2 separate regions of the Mus musculus genome follow, and region 2 is linked to region 1. Evidence: chromatin contacts called from public Hi-C data. All regions are on one chromosome and are shown on one strand. Each heading gives the region's core, a stretch centred on a gene start, on an enhancer-like site or on the middle of the called end of the contact. The rest is flanking DNA. Distances are from core to core; before and after follow the strand shown.

What was found. A called contact is a pair of places that touch in the nucleus more often than the background predicts.
Region 2: a contact with region 1 is called in a Hi-C map of erythroblasts, with 2.0 times the contacts expected there. The contact joins two enhancer-like sites. A contact is called at or near these places in 13 of 39 promoter capture datasets (the 3T3-L1 cell line, 3T3-L1-derived adipocytes, the C10 cell line and 9 more), 1 of 15 datasets of contacts at CTCF or cohesin (embryonic stem cells), 9 of 484 Hi-C or Micro-C datasets (ECoMG-derived neutrophils, bone marrow-derived macrophages, conventional dendritic cells and 6 more), 6 of 115 datasets of contacts at active chromatin or transcription factors (CD8 T cells, double positive thymocytes, embryonic stem cells and 1 more) and 3 of 9 other capture datasets (adipose tissue, liver and pancreatic islet).

What each region holds. Positions count from the first base shown.
Region 1 is chr12:17,675,974-17,681,871 of GRCm38.p6, forward strand. No RefSeq gene overlaps it. Among named protein-coding and RNA genes, the nearest start is that of Gm29864, 4.3 kb to the left of the region's middle. Within about 2 kb of position 3,473, at least 30 of the 459 cell types and tissues checked have an H3K27ac peak or open chromatin away from gene starts, as enhancers often do. A contact at or near this core is called in adipose tissue, bone marrow-derived macrophages, conventional type 1 dendritic cells and 2 more, where this site is marked.
Region 2 is chr12:17,713,790-17,719,687 of GRCm38.p6, forward strand. All of the region lies in intron 1 of Hpcal1 (hippocalcin-like 1), which reads left to right. Gm40842 (a long non-coding RNA gene) reads left to right here. Exons shown (of 3, transcript XR_001780564.2): 2 at 1-4,774; 3 at 4,957-5,898. Among named protein-coding and RNA genes, the nearest start is that of Gm40842, 5.4 kb to the left of the region's middle. Within about 2 kb of position 2,127, at least 88 of the 459 cell types and tissues checked have an H3K27ac peak or open chromatin away from gene starts, as enhancers often do. A contact at or near this core is called in adipose tissue, bone marrow-derived macrophages, conventional type 1 dendritic cells and 2 more, where this site is marked.

The sequences.
Region 1 (5,898 bases), core at 2,223-4,722:
GACCTGCAGCCTCCAATGATGCATGTCTCCCTATAAGAAAGGATGGAAAATGAACGAGCTTTTAACTGGACTCTTTGTGGGTCTACATAAACTTGGGATCCTGTTCCAAGGGATTGGAGCTAGGTAGCTTAGAAATAGTGCAGTGTGAGTATGGTTGAAATGAAATACAGGCTAAAGGGCTGGAGAGATGTTCAGCACTTAAGATCGCTTGTTGCTCTTGCAGAGGGGGGCTGGGGGATTCCGTTCTCAGCACCCATAGTGGGCAGCTCTTGATAGCCTACAACTCCACCTCCAGGAGAGTGTCATCCTCTTCTGGCTTCTGAAGGCATCTGCACTCACATGCACATACCCGTACACAGACACTCACCATCATGAGCATCATGTGGATATGAAGTCCCCTGGACAGGCATAAGGTAGGCATGGATTGGCAATGCATGTGAACAGAGTAGAGGATTCAGGACTTTCTATGGCATCATGGATTTTGGCATCAGGGTTTCTGTTTCCTGTTTGTCCTGAGAGGTGTTTTGGAAGTATATACCGAGCACATGATTTCTTACAGCCTCAGTCTCTGTCCAGTGTGTCTGGGCATAATGCTGGCTGCAGAAGAACGGGAAGGGTTTCAGCGGAGGAGGGAAAGAGGGAAGGAGGACTCTTCAATGAGGAAGCAGTCAGTGTGTAAAAGGCCAGAAGGCAGACCTACCACACAGCTGACCTGAGGGAAGATGTGGGAGAATGAAAGACAGCGATTCATAATGCCTTGCCTGAGAGAAATCACTCAGTGTGTTCACTGAAAGCATGTTTCCATGGTGTCCAGTATCTTTCCACTTACTCAGTTATCACCTCAACAAATCTGAGAACAGTTCATCAGCCCTAAAAGAAGTGCTATCCATTCTAGAGCCACTCCAATCCCCTCTAAACCCAGCCACAGCTGCCCCGCAGCTTTAGGGGACCATGATCTATTGCAATGAAGTGGTTAGGCACTGGATCTTTGCAGATTCTAGACCTATTTCAAAAATGTCGGCCCAGATAGTTCCAAGGCTTGGATCTTATGGAAAAAGCCCACCCTGCTCCAGTTTTTTTCCTTTTGCCTTCTTTCTTTCTTTCCTTCCTGCCTCCCCCTTCCCCTTCTTGAAGACGGGGGTCTCAGCCCTAGCTGACCTCAAATTGTCTGCAGTTTTTCCTCAGTCTCCTGAGTATTAGGGTTACAGGTGGGAGTTGCCATACCTGCCATCGAATCTATCTCCTAGTGCCTTCTCTTTTACACACACACACACACACACACACACACACACACACACACGTGCGCGCGCGCACACACACACACTACCTAAGTTGGACATTCTGATCCAAAATGTTTTGGACCAGAAGTGTTCTGAATTTTGGAACATTTTTCAGATTTGGGAAATTTTGCATACCCATTAATTATATAACCTGGATTTGGAGCACACCTTTAGTCTTTGCTCTTGGGACACAGAGCAGGCAGATCTCTGAGTTCGAGGCCAGCCTGGTCTACAGAATGAGTTCCAAGACAGCCAGGGCTACCCAGAGAAACTCTATCTTGAAAACAAACAACAAAAAAACTATATATATTTATTGGATTTGGAAACCAAGTCTAAACCAAAGACATGTATTTGTGTTTTCTATACCTGATACATGTAGCCTGAAGTAATTTTATCCAGTATTGTTAGTAGGCTGTGTTTTGACTTAGCTTGTCCTGCATGTGGCAGGCTTCAGTGTGGAATTTTCTACTGTAACATCATGTTGGTACACCAAGCTTTTGAATTCTGGAGCATTTGGAGTTTTTCACTTTTGGATTAGGGATAGTCAAACTATATTTATTTTACTTTTATGTGTTTTATTTATTTTTATAATTATTTTTATTATTTTGTATTTTACGCATATGAGTGTTTTGCCTGTATAGATGTTCATGTACCATATACATGCAATAGCATCAGAGGCCAGAAGAGGGTGTTGGGTCCCCTGGAACTGGAGTTACAGATGGTTGTGAGTCCCCATGTAGTTTAAGAATTAAGCCCAGGTCTTTTGGAAGAACAGTCGGTGCTCTTAACCTCTGATCTGTCTCTCCAGCCCCTTATTTTATTAGTATGTATGTATGTATGTATGTATGTATGTATTTATTTATTTAATATGCATGAATGTGTATGAGTGTCTGGAAACTAAAAATAATTATAGGTGAGTTCTAGAAGCTAAACCCAAGTCTTCTGCAAGAGCAACAAGTATTATTACCCATTGAGCCATCTCTTCAGCCCTGTCCCTTAGCCTTAGTTTACTTTTAAGTGTGTGTGTGTGTGTGTGTGTGTGTGTGTGTATCTCTGTCTGTATATGAGTATTAAGTGTATGTATGTGTGTGTGTGTATATATATATCTGTCTGTATATGAGTATGTGCATGTTGAGTGCAGTTGGTTCTGAGGCCTGAAGAAGGTGCCTGCTTTCCTGGAGGTGGAGTTACAGGCTATCATGAGCTATCCACTGTGGGTGCTGGGAACACAACTCCAGCCCTTTGCAAAAGCAGCAAGCATTCCTCAGTGCTGAGCAGCTCTCCAGCTTCCCACCCTGTATTTTATCTCAGCCTCACTCACCTTGGACCATTTCTAAGCTACCTAGCTCCAAGCCCCAGGGACAGGATCCTGAGTTTATTTAGACCCGCAAAGAGTCTAGTTAACAGCTCATTCATTTTCCATCTTTTCTTATAGGAAGACATAGCCATTCCTTCCCTGTCCCCCAACCAACTCCTCCTCCCCATGCTCTAGCTGGCCTGGAACTGGCTATGTAGACCATGCTTATAGAGATCTGCCTGCTTCCGCTTGGGATTAAAGTATGTGCCTTGCATTTACTATCTCTTTAGAAGGGGATTAAGCCCCTTTCCCTTTTTCTTCTTCCAATAAGGATACAAGGCCAGAGTTTTTGTAGCCATTCTGAGTCATGGCATAGCTTTGTGAGTAAAAAAACATACCATTCAGAGACACAAGACATAAAAGACTGGGTCCCTGTCACCTAGAGGTGACATTTTAATCTTAGGTTTCCTACCTTTGGGCTACTGCTTTTTTGTTTCTTTGTTTTTTTCTTTCTTTTTCATTAAAATTAACTTACTCAAATTATAACAAACACTGTAAATAGCCCATTAGTGTATGACTTTCTGCATGTATGTGTGTGTGCACAAGTGCATGTAAAACCTAAAAGGTCAGCTACATTGTTGTTCTTCCTCAATTGCCATGCACCTTGTTGAGATGGGATCTCTTACCAGTAGGCCTGGAGCTCACCAATCATGTGACTGGCTGGCTGACCAGCAAGCCCCGGACATGGACCTCCCTAGCCCTGGGGTAAGAGACACGCACTACCATGCCTTGCTTTTTATGCAGGTTCTGGAGATCAAACTCAAGTCTTTACATGTGTGCTGGCTGGTTTTATGTCATCTTGACACAAGCTAGAGTCATTTAGGAAGAGGGAACTTCTACTCAGAATGGCCACAGTAGATTTGCCTGTAGGCAAGCCTAGGGTGCATTTTCTTGATTGATTGATGCCTGACTGATTGATTGATTGATGACTGGGTGATTGGTGTGGGAGGGCCAAGCCACCCCTAGGCATGGGGCCACCATTAGGCTGGTGATCCTGGAAGCTCTAAGAAAGCAAGCTGAGCAAACCATGAAGGGCCAGCCAGTAAGAAACACTCTTCCGCCGCCTCTTCTTCAGTTTCTGTTTCAAGGTTCCTGTCCTATTTGAGTTCATGTCCTGACTTCCCTCACTGATGGACCATGATGTGGAAGTGAAGCCAAAACAAACTCTTCCTCTTCAAGTTGCTGTTGGTCACGGTGTTTCATCACAGCAACAGAAACCCTGACTAAGACATGCTGCAAGGAACTTGCCCATGGAGCCATCTCTCCAACCTTGAAAAGCACCCGTTTTTAAGTGTCTAGTTTAATGAAGTTTGACTGATGCTTATGCCCATTTAACCAGTGTCTCAGGATACAGAATGTCTCCATCATGCCCCAAATTTCCTAGCATCCTTTGCAGTCAGTCATTCACTACTCCCAACACACTTATCAGCCCTAGATAACAACCATCAGCCTACTTCCTGTCTTACAGAGTCATTTCAACCTGAGCTACTTTTAATATATCTTATATTATTTTATTATGCTTATATACACATGTATATATATACATATACAATATACATATGTACATATAAACAACATATGTGCATATACATTATATATATGCATTATATGTACATATATACACATATACATATATACGTATGTATAGGTGTGTATACATATGAGTATGGATGCCTGCAGAGTCCAGAAGAGAAGATCAGATCTCTGGAAGCTGGAGTTATAGGCAGTTGTGAACTGCCCAGTGTGGGTACTGGGAGCTGAACTCAGGTCCTCTGCAAGAACTGTCTGTACTTTTAACTTCCGAGTCATCGTCACGCACACACCCTCCCCAGTTACTTTCACCAGAGGAAGAACTAGATGACTACCTTGCCAAAGTCAACAGTTTTCAGATCTCTTTTATTTATAGCTGACTGTTAGCAATCTGAACATAGTCATTATCTATACAAGTTGACTTTAAGCATATGTGGTATTTTCTTAAATCCCCGTGTTTTCTTGGAGACTCTTTGCTTCTCAAACCACCCCCCACCCTCTCCCCATGCTTTAGGTCAGTTCTCTGAGGAGCAGATCTGGAGTGAAATTCATAGACCAGAAGACTTACTAGAGAGATACCAATGTATTAGGGGGGCATAGGCTGGGAGCCCTATGACAGAGGGTCTGCCCACCCCCAGGGGGCTCTGATGTTGGAGTGACCTTCTTTGTTGCTCTAGGCAGGAATCTGGACCTTAGTATCTCCAGATAGACCTGTCTTCAGGATATAGGCTATCCTGGATGCAGGTGGACCTTAGGCTAAGTAGCCTTTTCCACTAGAAGACAAGGAAGAACCAAGAACCATATGTCCCCAAAGCTCAGACCAGCTGAGAAAGTGAGGTTACGGCTATGGTGGGCACCCAGGGGGTTCATCATAGCAGCTGTGACACAGTGAGGACACACAGGAGCGTATCCTCAGGGACCGCTTGGATGTGTGGGAGCTGCATACTCTCATCAGCCATCACTCTCCACTGTGCTCTACCCCTGCCCCTGGCACCCAAGCATCTGCTGAGCCTCCATGGACTTGTGAGTCATACCTCTGCTCTGTGCACCAAAGCCTGCTGCGGAGATGCCTGACTCTCCATGGGTCAGAGGTCTGGGGACTGGGTCGTCTGTCAATCAAAGCAGCTCTGCTTGGCTTCTCTATGCCTTCTGTGTGCTCTTCCCTACCCCACCCCCCATCACCCACACCCGAGATGCTAAGGATTCTGACTTTTGTTTCCCTCCTCATTTGTCTGATATGCTAGCCTCAGTCAGGCCCAAAAGTCCCCAGATATCATTTTTTACATCTTTCCTATAAGTGACTGTCCCTGCCTCCTTTTCTTGGTCCTTTCTTATTTTAAGCATCATGCATGGAGACTTCTCTGTTCCTAATTAAATGTCCTGTGACATTTTACTTCCTTCCGAGTCACATTTCTCCTTTCCTTGAGGTTCAGCATTATCCAGAAATGTGGCCTTACAGGGATGCCAACAGTATCACCTCTGCCTAGGTAGAAGGATGTCTCCCCAGTGATTGCTTTCCCAGAAACTTTGACATTCAGATGACCTGGGTGTGGCCAAATACCGAAATCCAGACTTGCTAATAAAGGAAAACACATGGGAGAATATTCTTGTTACATTAAGAATTATTCTATTATTTTATGTGTATGTAGGCATGCCTGAGTGTATATATGTGTACAACACACATGCAGGGTCCCATAGAAGGGCAGGTAAGGAAGAGTGGCAGGCAAGCAT
Region 2 (5,898 bases), core at 877-3,376, 36 kb after region 1:
CGTTCTTGGCCTAGAACCCCCACCAACTGATCTCCCTGAGCTCCATCTTACAGACAGCAGGATGTTGGACATCTCAGCCTCCATAACCATGAGGACCAGTCCCTCATCATCTCTCTATAGGTCTCTTTGTATTTTACTGGCTCTCATTCCCTGGAGAGCTCTCAACACCATAGCAAGATTTGGGTTACTTTCCTACCCAAACGTTCTCCATTCAAGATGGTAGGTCACCCGGGCAATGAAGTGGTTTGGGAGACCTAATTATGCAAATTACCTTGACGTGTGGGAGCTCAGTTTAGCCTGTTACACATGGAAGTGATAGTTTGCCTAAATAAGCATCAGCCAACATTAACCCTGAGGAAGGGAATTCTTCTTGGGCTTCTTTTGGATACCTGTCTTGTTCTCTCTAGGAATTAGCTTCCTGCCCACCACTAATGCCGGCTAAGCCACTGTTCTCCAAACACAGAACTGCCTGTCTCTGTGGAAATGCAGAGTCCCCAGCCCATGCCTGGCTTGGCCAGCCACTGGCTGCCCATGGCTGAGCAGTTTGTATGTTAAGTGTAGCCTCTCATCTCACCACCTGCAGAGTATCATATCAGCAGCTTCTGGAAACTTCCCTCTTCCCTGTCCCTTGCTGTCACAGCTTATTTTATTCTCTTGGGACAAGGGATATCCCTTTTTCCTCCTGTCGCCTCCAGTGCTGTTCTCCAGCCCTGCGTGTGGCACACAGTCCTCAGAACGCTCTTTGGAGAGTTGTCTGCAAAGTCCAGTCACTACTCTGAGACTGGCTGGTATCCCTGTGCTGGACTTGGGTTCCTGGAGACTTCCCATGTGTGTATCAGCCTGGATGCTTTGCCTCTGTTCAGGGTGGTTCATTTGCCTCTTAGGACTTCAGGGCATCCCTCAGCTCCCTACCTCCTCCTAACAAATTCTTTGTAGTCTTCTATGGACCTGGAAATGTGGCCATGGGTGGGATTATCACACTGATGCTCAACCCCAGATGAGCTGCAGAGGACCAGCTCATTTGAGTGGGCTCATTGGCTCTGTCCATGCTGTGAACCTCAGTGTGTGTTTTATTAACATTTTAGGAAGGTTTAATTATACAGGCCTTAGCCCAGACTGGGGATGGAACTCAGCTGCTAGAAGGCTTGCCTGGCATGCATGAAGCCCTGCAGGTGATCTTCAGTATCATATAAACCTAGTTGTGCTGGAGCGTGTCTGTAGTTAAAGCCCAGCATTAAAGGTCGAGGCATGCTGATCAGAAGTTCAAGGTCATCCCTGGCCGTGTAGAGAGTTCAAGGCTAACCTGAGCTATAGGAGCCCCTGTCTCGTTCAAAACAAACAAACCTTTAGCTTTAGTGTGGAGAACACTAAGCAGGACAGCCTCTAGACCCTTCCATGTCTAACCCATTGTTCTTGAAACCTGCACCCATTCTTTATAATTTTGGATGTGCTCAAGAATTCCTAGGTCATGTTGGGTGGCCTTGGGTCTGTGACAACCTTGAGAGCCATTCGAGATATGATCGACAAGCAAAGAACCTGGTATGTGGGAGGGACCAGGGCCTGTGACAGGGAGATGTCCCTGGCGCTGGCCTCCCGACAATTACCAGAACAGAAACTCTGTAGAGGGCCAGGTAAGAGCCACATTACTGCTTTGGGGCTCTGGCTAGGCCTTGGACTGACTCCTCACTTCAGCCCTGTGGATAAGGGCCACACTAAGAGGAGTCAGACATGGCTTTGGGGTAGAATAACACATGAATCCACTCTCAAGCTACATGGAAGTAGCAGATGCTGGGAGCAAGATGCTGCCCTGTTCCCTGGCATCAGGAAGGACACCAATAAGAAGCCTGTGATGCCTCCATCCTTCCCACAGGCCTGAGGGAGACTGAGTCTGATGCGAAACAAGGAGCATCCCCAACAGTACAGGTCTGGAAAAGGCTGGATTCAGCAGAGACTTAAGGGGCCTTTACCTTGCCCTACATGTGTCAGTACAAAGGACTGTGTCCTACTCTAAGAACAGGCGCGGGGTTCCTCAGCCACAGATGCTGAAGCAGAAGTGACATTCTGTGAACTCAATGCTGGACCTGCTTATCAAACCCCACCCTTCCTGCCTTGACAGAAGAAGATGACACAGTGGTTCCCAGAGGGGAAGTGACTCTTGGAGATGACAGTGAGTTGGGGCAGAGCCTCCACTGTCTTCCCTTCCATTTAAGTGTCCTCAGCCAGTGTCTCCCCAAGAGGTGTCTTATGTTCTTGGGGCCTCTCTCAACTCTAGCTGCCACCCCATGCCCACCCTCAGTATTTCTCAGCAAGACCATGTTGGGCCCCCCAACTTTTTTTCACTAAGCTTCCCCCTAAAGGGGGTGGGAGATAAGGGTAAGGCTGTGGCCCTGGAACTCCTGAGTGTTATGATTTAAAAGAAAATGGTCCCTATAGGTTCATAGGGAGTGGCACTCTTAGGAGGTGTGGCCTTGTTAAAGGAAGTATGTCACTGGGGATGGGCTTTGAGGTCTCAGATGCTTAAGCCGGGCCCAGAGTGTCATCGTCACTTCCTGCTACCTGCAGATCAATATGTAAAACTCTCAGCTACCTCTCTAGCACTATGTCTGCCTGCACACTGCCTGCCATCCTTCCCACCATGGTGGCAATGGACTAAATGTCTGAAACTGTAAGCAAGCCCCAATTAAATGCTCTCCTTTATAAGAGTTGCTGTAGTCATGGTGTCTCTTCACAGCAGTAGAAACCCTGAAGACACCAGGTTTTTGTCTAAAGGAAAAATGGTCTGATACTTGTTTACACCTCAAAAGAGACAACTGCAGTAGGTAGGAGTCATCTCCATTGTGTGTGTGTGTGTGTGTGTATATGTGTGTGTGTGTGTGTGTGAGAGAAAGAGAGAGAGAGATTAGTGTAACTTCCAATACAAAGATATGGGCTAGGGAAAGAGAGCGAGGGAATGAGAGACAAAGAAAAGGGGAGAGAGGGAAACAGAGACAGACTGTGGTTGTGTGTGTGTGCCTGTGTGTCTTGTCTCTCTCTGTCTCTCCCTGTGTCGGTCTTTAGATGGAAGATAACCAAGTCAAGCCCTCTACCCCTGGAGGTTAGGGGTGAGGAACTTGAGTGAATGTGAATGGTAGGTCATCAGATAGAGTGGAGTCGAGTTGTTCAACTAATTCAGCAGGTTCTTGCTAGCCCTAGGCTAGCAGGCCAGAGTGGGTGGAGTGGGGCAGGTTATGGCCCAGCCAATGATGGCTTAGAGAAGCCTGGTGTGGCCAAGGAAGGCATCTCAGCCAGGGGCTGTGAGGGAGTTTGTAGGGTCACAGGATGTGGGGACTATTTGGGCTAGTCCTTGCCTGAGCTCTGTTGTAAGAGGCCCAGCCTGCTCTTAGCCTCTGTCCGTGGTCTTCCTTCAGCCTTCTGAGCACTGTGAATAGTAGACTGAATTTTCTCATTTTAAAATTGACTGATTCCTCTGTGAAGAAAATCATCAGTCTAGAGGGTTGGCCAGTACCTGAGCTCAGAGACAGAGGTTTGTGTCTCTCTCACCCCGGTTCCTAAGAGCTTTCTAGGGAGGGGTAGTTAGCCTGTTTCAGGTCAAGGGAGCCAGCACTGGGACATGGCTTCTCCTGTGCCCACACATCCAGGTCAGGGACTTCCTGTTCATCACATGGCCATATACCCAGAATGGGAGCTTCCTGTGTTCAGTGGCTTCTGTGCTCAAGGCCCTGTTCTCACCTCTGCCCCAGCTTTCCTGTTGAGAATTTCTTAGCACACACTCTTGAAGCCCATATGTTCTGGTGGTCAACCTTGGCCATTTTGGTTTTGATTTTATTTCATTTTTATTTTTTTGACACAGTGTCTTACTGTATAACTCTGGCCAGCCTGGAACTTACTATGTAGATAGACTAGGCTAGCCTTAAACTTATAGAGATCTGCCTGCCTCTTCTCCCCTAGGTCTAGAATTCACCACCACCATGGTCTTGGTTTTGATTTTTGAAGAAAAAAATTTAATTCCGTTTTTACACACAAACTTGCATATTTTGGTAAGACTAGAAAATACAGGAAAGCAAAGCCCCCCACCCCCACCCCCCGAAAGGGCCCTCCTTCTCCATGGCCAGCAAGATGGCTCTGCAGATAAAGACACTTCCCTGTGAGTACGACAACCTGAGTTTGGTCCCTGAACAGCACATGGTATAAAGAAAGAACTAACTCCCTCACGTTGTCCTCTGGCTTCCACACATGTGCTTTGGTGTGTGTACCCATACACACACATATACATCAATACACACACAAATGCGGTTTTTACAAATTCTCATCATTGCCCTGTTCGACCCTATTAGCATGCCGAGGTGTCTCTCTCCATTTGTGTCTGTCCATTTAAGGAGTTCTGCTCTCTGGAAGCAGAGCACATAGGACTCGTGTCCTCAAGCTGCTCCCAGCTGTAAAGGAATAAAACCGTCTCACTGTCACCCAGCCTCCATGGGCACCTGAACATTATATAAACATGTGCGCGTGTGCTTCAGCCAAAACCAGTGCCTCCTCCTCGGTTTATTCTTGTTTAGTGTACCGTGGAGACCAGTACTGTCCAGCAGAGCAGGCTCCCTGGCTCACTCTCCTTCCTCAGCAAGCCCTGTGCCCAGGGAGGTCAGAGGCTCACACATGGGGTTTTGTCTCCTTGCTACACATGTAGAACCTGAAGGGAAACATTGTGTCTATGTGTTAGATATAATTGTGTTTGTCTTTTTCCTGAAAGGTGCACTCAGTGATGTTTCTATGTCTTGTAAGTGTTGACACTGTGATCGAGGGTTCTGGGGGGTTGGGGGGCAGTAGGGAGGTGGGGTCATGGGGTAGGGTGGGGGGTGATAGGGTGTGGTCATGTGGTCATGGGGTCGCAGGGTTGTGGGGTGGTGGTACATGCTGCTTTGTAAGCATTATTTCCCCTTCTCCTTGTGTCATATGCAGCTGGGTCTCTTCTGTGGCTGTGATGAACATCTGATTCTCAAGCACGAAGGAGGCTGCCTCCTTTTGCATCTCTATGTCTGCAATCCTTGTGTATTCCTCACCCTTAATAATAAAATACAGAGGATAATGGGGCATCACTGACACCAGGGTCTAAGGCTGGAGCTGCTATGCTGGGTCTTTACTTTTTTTTTTTTATTTCATTTCCTTGCAACCCTTGGGTGGAACCCAGGCTGGGCAAGGCCTCTCTGTTGAGGTCTAGCACCAGCTCCTCTCATTCTCTCTGGGATGACTTGCCCTGAAGAAAGTCAGACGACATGTGGAAGACAACTCATGAAGAAGCAGTGCCTGTGGAAAGCCTGAGCCTGCCAGGAAGCTTGGAGGCACATGTCTGTCCCTCAGAGGATAACCCTGTGGCTGGCGTTAGAGCAAGGCTCTGACCTCGCCTCCTTCTCCATCTGGCCTAAAGAGGCTATGATTTCAGGGTCTCCCAAAAGGACCAAGTGCAGGCAGGTCCTCACGAAGGCCCTGGCTGTGTCCTCATGGCACCTTGGGGTCTGCCCTCTGAGGACCAGTGGCTTGCAGCTGAGCGGCTTAATCTATATTAAGGTATTGCTGACCATCATTGGGCTCTGGGAACAGATTTACTATTTTTAGCAAAAGTCAGGGAGTGTGATAAATCCTGTTAGTCCACACAACTGAGGAGAGGGGTTGTTTATTTTGAAGAGTGGCTTTTTAAAAACATTAGTCATGGCTGTCCTATAGGACCCTAATGTGTCACCCCACTTATCTGAGATGTCCTGAGTAGACAAAAGTAGACCCATTGGAATGGTTTCTGTCTAAATGCTGACCCAATGAGTTAATTCATGTTCCCTGCCAGGACCCTGTGGAACTTCAAGTCTCTGGTTTCAGGGCCAGCAGAGAAACTGAGGCAGGAATAATATA